Regions from separate parts of the Xenopus laevis genome. Here region 1 is linked to region 2. The links are chromatin contacts, called in public Hi-C maps. All regions are on one chromosome and are shown on one strand. Each heading gives the region's core, a stretch centred on a gene start, on an enhancer-like site or on the middle of the called end of the contact. The rest is flanking DNA. Distances are from core to core; before and after follow the strand shown.

Region 1 (6,077 bases), core at 1,235-3,734, 40 kb before region 2:
GAATCCTCGATTCGTACGATCCGATCTTTGCGTCTATGGCCAGCTTTAACATAATATTTATTTTTACCTTTTACCTGCATACCTCCTAGAAGTAAAAAGAGGGACACAATTTTTTTTCGCACGTAGAACAGCAAATTTTTGACCATGCCCCTTTCTGTGGCCACACCTCCGAATTACCATGTTCATTTTACAAAATTTGGCAGGTTATGAAAGTTTTGAAAATTATCCAAACTCTCTCTCTTTCTTTTTCAGGCTGTTCAGTGCAGAGAAAAAAGGGACTTTCCAGTACAAATGAGGGACTGCAGGTTGAGCTCTCAAAAGAGGGACTGTTCCTCTGAAAAAGGGACAGTTGGGAGGTATGTACCTGTAACCTGACCGTGTTGGGGTATTCTTCGGATACCCGCCCGATGCATGCCTAGGTAATCTTTAGACCTCTAAATGATATAGAACTACCAGATAGATGAAAATAAAACCCTACCCAATACATTGTGTTCTGTATAGCTTAACTGAAAGCCCTGCACAATGACAATGTAATGTAGGGTGTCCCAAACCCCCCAGAACAAACCCCAAGGTCCTGGTCACGGCTCACACTTCAGCATATAACAGCTGCCTTTTGCTACGGGAGGAGCCCTCTGCTACTTGGATGCCGCCAGGTCTTATAGTGAGAGGACCAAGGAGAAAGTTCTGAGCAGAACAGGGAACTGAACGTGTAGTAGTAGTAGTAGTAGTAGTAGGGAGGGGAACTGGAAGTGTAGTCAATGGTCAGTCGATACAAATCAAGCAATGTAGTACAAGATCAGGAAACAGAGTCAGAGTCACAGGCCGGGTTAGAACCAACAGCAGCTCAGTACAAAATAAAAATCCGAAGAATGGTCTGTAAAAGGGCAGAGGTCAGTACAGGCAGCAAAGTATCAATAGTCAGGGGCAGGCAAGGGTCAAGGACCAAGATTAAGCACACCAGGAACTATGGAGATAGATCTACATTGGGAGATTGGAAAAAGTACATTGCAGCTTTAAATATTTGAAAAACACAATGGCGTCACGTGGCGCATCAAAGTAAAAAGACACCGCATCAATACCACATATCAAAATCTGGAAGCGGTGCACGATGAAGGATAAAGCAGGTGGCATTCTCACAGACAATTAATGTAATACACTTTCTAATGGTTTCACTGTTCCTTGTACTTATGGAATAGCAGCTGAGCTGGATACTGTAACAAACTGTAGAAATTACTGGATACAGTAAAGCTATATGCCCACCTTCTGTTCAATGTGCAGTTTGTTGTATATACATTTTATTTATAAATTATAGTGTGAAAACTATGAGAATAGAAACAAAAATACAATAAATGCAAGCGTTGATGTGTTAGAAATCACAGGTCTGCATTACGGATTCTATTTATAGTTGCAAAGGCACAATCCCTTTAAAATAAATACCATATTGCCAAGTCTCCCACAGCAAGATAAATGATCTACTGATCTAGGAACTACTGCTCATATACAGACAGAAATGAAAATAGGTAATACACAGTCATGCCTTGCTTTGATATTACAGATAGCTTCATCTTATACATTATATAAATATTGCCTTACATGGTTATTATATTAATGTGCCATAACAATAATATGCTGTTTGAGTTTATATGTAACAGTTAAGTTAGTTTTATATTGCTATCTTGTGTCTGGTTTTTAACTTTGTATGTGAGGAAGAACTGTTTGTATGTACTGTATGTATGTATGTATAGTGTTATTTAAAAATGTTGGTCTTACAACGGGTTAATGTTTATACGTCATTGCCTATATTACTGTTTCCTTGCCAAAAAGTAGATTTAAGGCAAGTTCAGTTCACTGTTTTGTTAGCACTTTGAAACAAGACTTGGATGGGGCCGAAACGTCAGCCTGTAGCTTTGAGATAAATTTGTTTGTTATTTTTAAGTCCTGTGAGTGCTGATTCTGTTGGAGGTATGGAGATATTTATATATATCCACATACACACATATATATATATATATATATATATATATATATATATATATATATATATATATATATATATATATATATATATATATATATATATATATATATACACATATTATATATATATATATATATATATATATATATACACATACACAAGTATGGGACCTGTTATCCAGAATGCCTGGGACCTGGGTTTTCTGGATAATGAACCTTTCCATAATTTCTCCATACCTTAAGTCAACTAAAAAATGATTTAAACATTAAAAAAGCTCAATAGAATTGTTTTGCCTCCAATGGGATTAATTATATCTTCTTAATGATCAAGTACAAGGTATTTTTTGTTGTTACAGACAAAAAGGAAATAATTTTAAAAAATGAATTATTTGGAAAAAACAGTCTATGGGAGACTGCCTTCCGGTTAATTCAGAGCTTTCTGGATAACAGATTCACACAGGGCCGCTCCTGCCATGACAAGATGAAAGCCTTGCCTCAGCAAGAAGTGAGTGGGCAGTCACCAAGGTCAGGTAACTCCTGCAGAGAGCACAAAAACACTAGAGTTTCACTGCCCTCCTTAACCCCTCCAACACCAACCAGCAGCCCCAGAAAGACCCCTGCAATAAGAACAGTTTCTCTTGGCTGCAATACTACATGTTATAGAAGGGCTGTGTCTGGTTGTAAGGTTGTACCTGGGACCCCTACAAATACTGGCTGGGAGATAAGTTAGGCACCATCATAAACTTTTTCCACTTTGAGTTGAAATGCTGTGCTATAACACACCTGTACTTGCTGGCCTGGTAGTAAGGCTTTGTTGGAAGCCCATGTAGCACTGGATGGGTTGTTGGAAGACCTCTGCAAGCACCCAGACACCCAGTTTATAGCTGTTGAATGTTCTTCTCTAGGTAGTGCTGTGTTGACGTTCTATTCTGATCACGAACATTGTATTTCATTTTAAATGCTTCATTTAGGGGACCATCCATTGTGCAGGGTCAGCTTAATACAAAACAAAGATGTACTGCTTCTATTAGGAATGTCACAAATATTTTATATGAAATGAACTGCCTCATCACACACTTTCCAGCTGTCTTCTATTACAAGAACAAAGCCATTTGATACATATTTTATAACAGTTTGAAATTAAATCCTGATCTGTCCTAACTGATATGTTTCTGGAAAGAGCACCTTACTCAAAATTAAAAATGTTTCAATAAGGTGTCAATATAAAAGTATGTTCAACATAGCCAGATTAAATGATTGGGCTTTTTTCTCCCATGGTGGCTTACAGAGGCTTCAAGTTGTCAGTTAAAAACAGAGAGCTGGGCCTAGGGCAGCATCTACACTGGAGTCCCTTGTACTGTTGGGTGGGGGAGGAATATGTGGTTTAAGTCAGGGGGTTGGTGTAGGGTTCAAGGGACTTCTACATGACCTTGACAGGTTTTAGTTGGAGTATCTTTGGATTTGGGCTTTTTGTCGCTTCGGGGCACAATAAATCTCGAAAAATTTGTTGTTTTTTTATCCCGAACAGATAGTTCATATCATATTAAGTGGCATATTAAAGAATCTCACCAAACTGGAATATATATTTGAGTAAATGTTGCCCTTTTACATCTCTTGCCTTGAGCCACCATTTCGTGATGGTCTCTGTGCTGTCTCAGAGATCACCTGACCAGAAATACTTCAACTCTAACTGTAACAGGAAGAAGTGTGGAAGCAAAAGACACAACTCTGTCTGTTAATTGGCTGATGTGACCTAACATGTATGGTTTGTTGGTATTTGTGAGTACAGTGAATCCTACGATCCCAGGGGGCGGCCCTTATTTTTTAAAATGGCAATTTTCTATTTATGATTACCCAATGGCACATACTACTAGAAAAGTATATTTATATGAAAATGTTTTATTTACATGAAGCAGGATTTTACATATGAGCTGTTTTATGCAATATCTTTTTATAGAGACCTACATTGTTTGGGGGGTATAGTTTTCCTTTAAGTACAAAAATGTTGTATTGATGTGCTAGGAGTGGGTACACCTTATCCAAAGAGGTGTGGTCAGTTTAGTTGGATTATTGCACTGCAGTGCATTTCTGGGGTGTAAATGGACTTCAATAGATACTATGGTTTCAAAGCTTCAATAAACTCCAACTAGTTACAGCGGTATCATACTTCCACAAAACACCTGTTCCAAAAATATGGAAAGTGATAGTCCTAGCTAGTTGGATTTTTGCATTACAATGTATTCATAATACATTCAATAAGTTGCAGCAGCTAGTCCACTTCAACCTGTCAACCAGAAATTACATCTCTATTAATTCACATGGAGCTGCATGTAAACAATTTAATCGAGACTGTTAGGATTTGCTAAACATCCGAAAGTATATTTGTTTTTCATGAGGCTGCATGAGGATGCTATGAAGCATACACATTTTTTTATATGGAGGATGCATTCTGAAGACACTGGTCTTCACTCTCAGAGCATTTTCTAGTCCAGGGGTCAGCAACCTTTACTATCAAAAGAGCCATTTTGCCCCCTCTTCAGCTAAAGAAAAATAGTCTGGAGCCGCAAAATATAAACTTTTAAAAGTGGTAACAGTTTTTTTAATTTTAACTGTTACAACAACAGAATACAAAAAAAATTTTGGAAACAGAAAGAGGGACAAAAAGATTTGCCGCGCGTAGCAACATTTTGTTGACCACACCCATTTTTGTGACCACACCCCCTAATTATCGTGTCCATTTTACAAATTTTGGCAGGTTATGAGAGCTTGAACACATTTCTGTGGTTTTTATGTTATTACAGTTTTGATAATGAAGGTGAATTGCCCTTTAAGTGGTGACTTATCTAAAACTTTTACAAAAGTATCTTAAAGTATGTATTCTGGGCTCTCTGCCAAGAGCCAATTAAGTTAGAAACTTTGTATATTTTTCTGGCAGTTCAGTGCAGGAGATCAAAAAGAAACTCAGGACATATCAATACAAATGTGGGACTGTGGGTTGAGCTGTCAAAAGCAGGAATGTCCCGCTCAAGACGGGACTGTTCAGGGGTATCAACAAACAAAAGTGCAGTGTGTATGTGTAGGCCTACTTTGAAATAAATTAAACACTGAATAGCCTTATTAAATGCTAGTGTTCTCATCTGTTTAATGTGACTTCTGTTTTGGACGCTCCATGCTTCCCTCTCTTGAGTGTGTGACCATGGTAAGGACCATGATGAATCATCTTGCTGCGGCTCAGTCTTATCTGTCACTCCTGGGACATCTATATAAGGCTATTCAGTGTTTAAGCCTACACATACACACTGGTCTTCTGTTTGTACGTAAAACTGTCCCTTTTTGAGTGGGACAGTCCCGCTTTTGACAGCTCAACCCGCAGTCCCGGATTTGTATTGATATGTCCCGAGTTTCTCTTTGATCTAACATCTTTACAGGCCTTGCACCTGCTGGTGGCATGTGTGAAGGCTGTATAGACGATGTGACAGGCAAAGCCGCAAAAACGAGCCGCAGCAAGCAGGATGAAGAGTCACATGAGGCTCCAGAGCCACAGGTTGCCTACCCCTGCTCTAGTCTAAAAGATGATACAGCTGTCTATGCATAGGCATACTCAATTACAAGAGGTCTGCTTTTAAAAAAGTTGGCAGCGATTAACTGGTATGCTATTCCAATCTGCCCCTATTCTATTCTAGCTAAACTTGATTAAAGCCAAATCAACTGGACTTGCTGTATTTATTTTTCCTTGAAGATGTTTCTCTAGTCATCCAACTGGATTTCTCAATTCAGAATTCTCAATTCTGAATTGAGAAAGCCAGTCAGGTGACTAGCGAAACGTCTTCCAGTAAAAAGAAAGTAGAGCAAGTCCAATTAATTTATCTTATTACTATAGAAATGCCATGACCTTAATGAACGAGAACCTTTACAGACATATTGATTAAAGCCATGCTCTCCGTAATATCCTTTACTGGACATTGGTGCAGCCAGTACCTTGCATTACATGTGTTAAAATGTATTATAAAAGATCATAATTATGTGTTGGCTACATGTTTTGGTGCAAAAATGTGTAATTTGAGTTGGCTTCCTAAACCTTTCTTAAATGTTTTACATAA
Region 2 (6,272 bases), core at 2,806-5,305:
GACATATCTGTTGGATCTGTCCCCAAGCCATTTGGTCTAGGGTATATAATCTAATTTATTTGGGGGTTTTTTCATGTTAACATGAGGAAGAACCATACGAAGATCTACTGGGAGAGGTCCCACAAAAATCCAATTATGACTAGTCAATTTTATATTGTTGGCAGCCAACCAGATATTGGCGAAATCCTGGAAACAAAGGACTATCAACTTGTCAAACTTTAAAGAGGAAGTCGACTGTATAATGTAAACGAAAAACTGACTAGCATCACCCTAGATAAACATGCCAAGTTCCAGAAAACCTGTCAACCCTGGAATTAACTATATATATGGTGATATATTTCTTTCCACCCTGCTATTACTGTAGGATTTCTGTTAGAGAGAGAGTCCACCATTTTCTATTTCCCTTTTGGTAACCTTTATTTAACATTTCTAACCTATGTGTTAATTTTTCTTTATTCTCTTTTATATTTTGTTAGTGTATTTAACCTAGCATTCCAGTTCACTTGACTGTATACTATAAATCCAGATATGTAAGCCTGTTACACCAGCCACAAGGTTGAAAAATGTTGCAGTCCTTTGCTAATAATTGTAATATGATTTGGAAAAAAAAAAGAAATGAAAAGCTCAAAAACTTATTGAAAGAAAAAACATTTTTAAACATACAGAACAAACTCCACTGCCTTATGCGTTTCATGCCTGAAGGACACAGACAGTAAGAAACTGTGGGTAAAATCAGCATACATTACATCATTACTGACTAATAAAAATGTATGTTACTTACAGCTTCTGGTGTAAGGGAGTTTATATCAAAGGTCAAATTTTAGAGATTTTTTATGAACTTGAATGAACTCACAACTCGAATGCTTTCTAATTAAAAAAAAAACTTTAATGGAAAAAAACTTGAATCAGTGCGTTCTGGGTTAACTGACCGAAAACTTGGTTAATTGATTGATTTTTTGTAAAAAAAAAAAAAAAAACCTTGAATCGCTCGAATTTATTGAATTTTCTGGCAAAACCCTCCGAAAAAACCTTGAACATCATGAAGGCTATTAACACCTTCAAATGGTTCAAGGGACCTCTGCTATTGACTTCTACATGACCTCGACAGGTTTTAAATGTTGTATTTCAGATACATTTGCATTTTTTTTAGTGGAAAACACAACTCGATCCTTAATGTATCTGCCCCCTAGCCCCTTTACATATTTCAAGGTTAGAGACACGCGCAGCGCTTCGTTTTCCGAAGTTGCTCAAAGTTTCCTTTCGAGCAACTTCGGAAAACGAAGCGCAGCTTGTGTCATAAAGCAGGCAACTCTCATTACAGCCGGTGCAGGAGAAGAGGAATCGGTTCAGGGAGATCAGTTGCCTCAAAGAAGAGGCGATTAGTCGCCAAGGCGCTAAATTCCCACGGATTGCCTGGTGTGGACTAAGCCTTACACACACTCATTCACTAGTACTAAGATCATTAAAAGAGTACATAATATTATTATATCAATACAATCCCTGTATAATCATGCTAAGTTGCTTTAGTTATTTTTTAAAAAAGAGAAAAAGAGTGCACATCTGTTTAGTATAACCAGTAACACCTGACTCCCTCATACTTTATTTGTATACCAAACATATTGTTTGCCACATTTCAGGCAAGGTAATACCTTTTGCTGTACTTCTGCAGTATATTGATTTGTATTCTTTGATTTGGTAACTTTTGCTCAAAACTCTGGATCTAAAATCCATATAAACTTTAATATGGTTACAGGTAATAGATTGTATATTTCTACATCTTTAACCACCTTTCAGACCAAAAAACTTATTATTTTTATATTTTAATTTTTCCTGAAAAAATCTTGGTGATAAAGGGATGATGTATATTCCTGTCCAAAAGGATCTAAGACAATCATTATCCGAATACTATTATTCAGAATTCATGAGAACTGTGGTTTTCCGAGTAAGAAATCTTTCCATAATCATCATGCCTTTAGTCTGCTAAAAAAATAATTTAAAAATTAAACTCAATAGGATTGTATTTGAATGCATGCAGCTTAGTTACCATCAAATACAAGATACTGTTTTATTATTACAGAGAAAAAGGGGATGATATTTAATCATTAGAATTATTTGCTTAAAATGGACTCAATGGAGATGGACATCCTTTAATCTAGAGCTTTCTGGATAATGGGATTTCGAGGAAAGGGATTTCCATACCTAATACAGACAAACATTTCTTAATAATCCCTGTTTACCTGTAAACGTGTTTACTATATAACAATAACAAAATCGATTTTTATTTAGCCTTTTGCTATCTCTGTCCCATTTCTATGCTAATTAACACCCAAGAATGTTTACTAGTGGTGAAAGTTTGCTGAAAAGTTCTGATAATAACCTTTTGATTATAGCCTAATTTGAAAAATCTGTTATTTAAACTCTGAGCAAATTTAGAAAAGTCATAATCAGTTGAACAGTTCCTCCTTAGATGAAGGAACTGTCCAAAAGTTATTATAATAGCCTTTTGATTACAGCCTAATTTAAAATAGGTTAATTACAAATGAAAAGTACTCCAGCCTATGTAAGCCCAGCGTGTCTGAAACAACTATGGAAAAGCCTTTAGCTATGTTGGGGTTCTGCTACAAAGATTATTATGTTGCAACTCTTCACTAATATGGACACATATGGATTTTCATAGGGACTTGTCATCAGGGCAGCCATCACGGGGGCACAGGAGGTACAAATATACCAGGCCCGAGCCTCCAGGGGGGCCTGGCTGTGCTACACTTTTCTTGGCACCAATTTTTTTTATCTTATAGGGAGGGGGGCCCTGACAACCAATGATTTTTTTAAAAAACTTTTATGTTGACCCTGGCTGCCAATTTTTTTTTTTAACTTATAAGGGGCCCTGACCACCAATGGCTTTTTATAATTTGTGAGTGGGGGGGGGTTTACCGCTTTTAGCAATGATGTCTGTGTGGACTTTTTGCTGTGGCGTGGGGTGGGGCTCGGGTGTGGACCAGGGGGGCTAGAAACTGTTACTGTACAGGGCCCCGTAATTTCTGATGGCGGCCCTGCGTGTCAGTATGACTTTAAGACAGGACCGCCATCAGAAATCGCAGGGCCCCATACGACAACATTTCCTGGGCCTCCTGGGCTCCGCCCACCACACAGTAAAACAAAAAAATTGGTGGCTAGGGTTCCCACATGTTAATACAAAATAAAAAGATATTGGTGGTCAGGGCCCCCCCATTAAAAAATATTGGTGACTAGGGCACCTTAAACGTCCATGACCCCACATGAGAAAAAAATTGGTGGCCAGGCCCCTCCCCACACATTATAAGAAAATTGGTGGCCAGGGCCCCTTAAACATCCATGCCTTCCTGAAGTCAGCAGCTCTCAGAAAGATGGGGGGCCAGGCTAATCAAGTAAGTGTGGTGTGGCCGGGCCCCCCTTACCCTCGGGCCCCCTACAACTCTCCCCCGTCCCCCCCTTGATGGCTGCCCTGCTTTAAGATGTTTGCAGAAGACAAGGTCTAGTCCCAGACTTAATCGAATTGAGTCCAGACTTTTTATGCATTCCTTCTCTGCATATTTTCATCTATGCATGTTATCTGCCATGCTGCATGGCTCAGAAACACAAAAAGTACCTTCTGTTTACTTAAACTGCATATGTATTATTATCTATGGAAATGTCATCCAGTTCACGTGGATATACAAATGCATAATGTGGAAAGGAATACTCTGTAAGCTAATAATATATTTTATCTATGTGAAGGTAAATTGGAAGATACACCCTACAAACAGGTTTACAAGCATAGAGTCTGTGAAAGAACTACTATATGTACACATACCCAGAACAGTATAACTTCCCACTAAATTCAACATATATTCCTTTAGGCTGAAACTGTTTGTGTGTGTGAGGGGGGTGTTTACTAAGATAAAAATGCTAATGAAGAGTGCTTTGGTATTCACACTATTACTTTACATAAATGCATAGGCTGGCAGTCCTACTATACATACAGTTAACTTTTCTATTAACACACTTATGCTTGTGTACAAGTATAATGCATTTATCGCTTTGCTATCAAACTTCTGGCCTACCATTAAATCACACAAATCTCAAAAGGGATTTTAATGACACACTATAATCTGTTACTAAGCAGCTGACAAATAATGTCAAACACTAACGAGGCCTTGAATTGGAAATCAATGGCACAACATTATTTTTGTTAAATGAAACAGAAATTTTAGGGTATGTAATCAATTCTGCTCACCACGAACACAGAGTGACATGAGAAAGTAACGATTTTTTTATCCAACGACTCTGGACACATTTGTTAAGTTTATGTGGAGTAATCTGCAGTGGTAGAAAAGTAGCAATAAAGACTCCTCAGTAAAAATCTGTAGGTTATTTCAAAACAAAATTTGCAATAAAGAAATATTTGGAGAAAGGTACAGGTAGTCCCCAGGTTACGTTCTTAAATTGAATTTGTATATTGGATAGGTACAATTACCTATTAAATGTAACTTAGACAGATTTTTGTCTTAACATAGTATTTATTTTTAACTTTCTGTGCATACTTTGTACCTCTGTCCTCCGCAATAGCCAACACACACCAGAGGGGACCAGTGGTTTATTAAAGCTAAGTGCTAATAAAGGCCAAGCAAACCACAGTTGTCAAATAAATATAACCCGGGGGGGACTCCCAGTACAGACTTCGGGGATTTAGTCCTAGTACTGTATATTTAAAGGGGATCTGACACCCAAAGAAATAATGCCAAATCCTTTTCTAACAAACAAAATAAGGCATCATTCCAAAATCTTTTTTATGCACTAGAATGCAGGACCTGATGCACATCCCCATGCCCGGGCTACAGTGGCACTATGAAGCACAAAATGGTATGTAAAAGTAACTGAAATGCTTGAGGCATAGAGGCAGGGAAGGCACTACAAGATTGTAGTTTCATCTTAAACTTTAAAGGAGAATGAAACGTCTTTTTACTTGGGGATGGCAAAATTTAGGCACCCCCAAGTGATTGCATGTACTTACCTGAAACCCTGGGCCAGTGCTCCTATCAGGAGAAATCTGCACCGGCCCAGGATTCTTGCAGCAGGCACCACGGAACAATCGCCTTCCGGCTTCTTCTATCTTCAAATTTCCTGTGGCAGACACATGCACAGTAGAACGAAACAGCCGACTTTTTAGTTAAAGTTCGTCTTTTTTGCAACACTACGCATGCGCAGCCACAAGAGAAAAGAAGAACCAGAAGATGGTCGCTCCATGGTGCTCGCTGGAAAAATCCCAGCCTGGTGAAGTTTTCTCCTAATAGGTACACTGGCCTGGGGTTTCAGGTAAGTACATACGACCACTTGGGGTGCCTAACATTTGGCACCCCCAAGTAAAAAGACCTTTCCTTCACCTTTAAAAGGACTTTAGTTATACAGACTTTTATGTCAGTTTTTAACATTTGCAAGTTCAAGTCTTTTCAAAAAGTACACCAGAAATAATGGCCTTTTTCTTTATTCTTTTTCTAATAATTAAGCTTAATAGTTTTTCCTCTGGTGTTTCCTAGTAGCACGTCACTAAAACATGTTGCTGACTTCTTTTAAACCTAAATCTTGAAAAATGGTCAAAGATAAAAAACAATTAATTGTTTAAAACCAATTACACTGAAAATTTGTTTGGAAAGCCAGCTACTCATTTAAGAAAGCGGTCTATTTAATCACATTATTTATACAAGCTTAATTAAAGCCATAAATGTTTTCTTGCAAGAAGTCCAGTTGGTATAAAAAGGAACTCCCCTTTTTTCCAGCAGAAAATTAAATGTAAAGTAAACATCCAATATTTACTTACATTCTAAGATTGATGTAAGCTGAGTTTACATTCTAAGTTCCCAAACTCTTTCACACACATTATTGGCTATTTTATTCAGTAACAATTAACATGCTTGTAAGCTTTTGTAGTATGGTACAGTTATTGCACCAGCATAACAGCAGGGGGGTTGACTGCACCTGGGCCCAATAACCCACAGGGGAGATTTCCAGAACAAAACTAATTGTATAAGTGATCATGCACAAGAGTGATGGAGTGATGGGGGTGATGAGGGGACATGGTCTCTAGTAAGACCACCAAGTTAACGGCATATTTAAACGTGCCCATGGACACATGGACAACATGATACTGGATGTCAATATGGAGTGTGTTGCCAAATTGGCAACCATATCCAGGACAGATAGTGTTGCCTTTCTTGATATCAAATAATGTTCATTCAGGTATTGATCACTTGGCC

What was found. Hi-C and Micro-C count contacts between places; a contact is called where the count stands out from the background.
Region 1: a contact with region 2 is called in a Hi-C map of the XL177 cell line, with 2.3 times the contacts expected there. The contact joins two enhancer-like sites. A contact is called at or near these places in 2 of 4 Hi-C or Micro-C datasets (the XL177 cell line and the XTC cell line).

The regions. Positions count from the first base shown.
Region 1 is chr6L:93,154,683-93,160,759 of Xenopus_laevis_v10.1, reverse strand. The region is part of intron 3 of fars2.L (phenylalanine--tRNA ligase, mitochondrial); the gene reads right to left. Among protein-coding and RNA genes, the nearest start is that of fars2.L, 49 kb to the right of the region's middle. Within about 2 kb of position 2,484, at least 1 of the 7 cell types and tissues checked has an H3K27ac peak or open chromatin away from gene starts, as enhancers often do.
Region 2 is chr6L:93,115,989-93,122,260 of Xenopus_laevis_v10.1, reverse strand. All of the region lies in intron 3 of fars2.L (phenylalanine--tRNA ligase, mitochondrial), which reads right to left. Among protein-coding and RNA genes, the nearest start is that of fars2.L, 10 kb to the right of the region's middle. Within about 2 kb of position 4,055, at least 1 of the 7 cell types and tissues checked has an H3K27ac peak or open chromatin away from gene starts, as enhancers often do.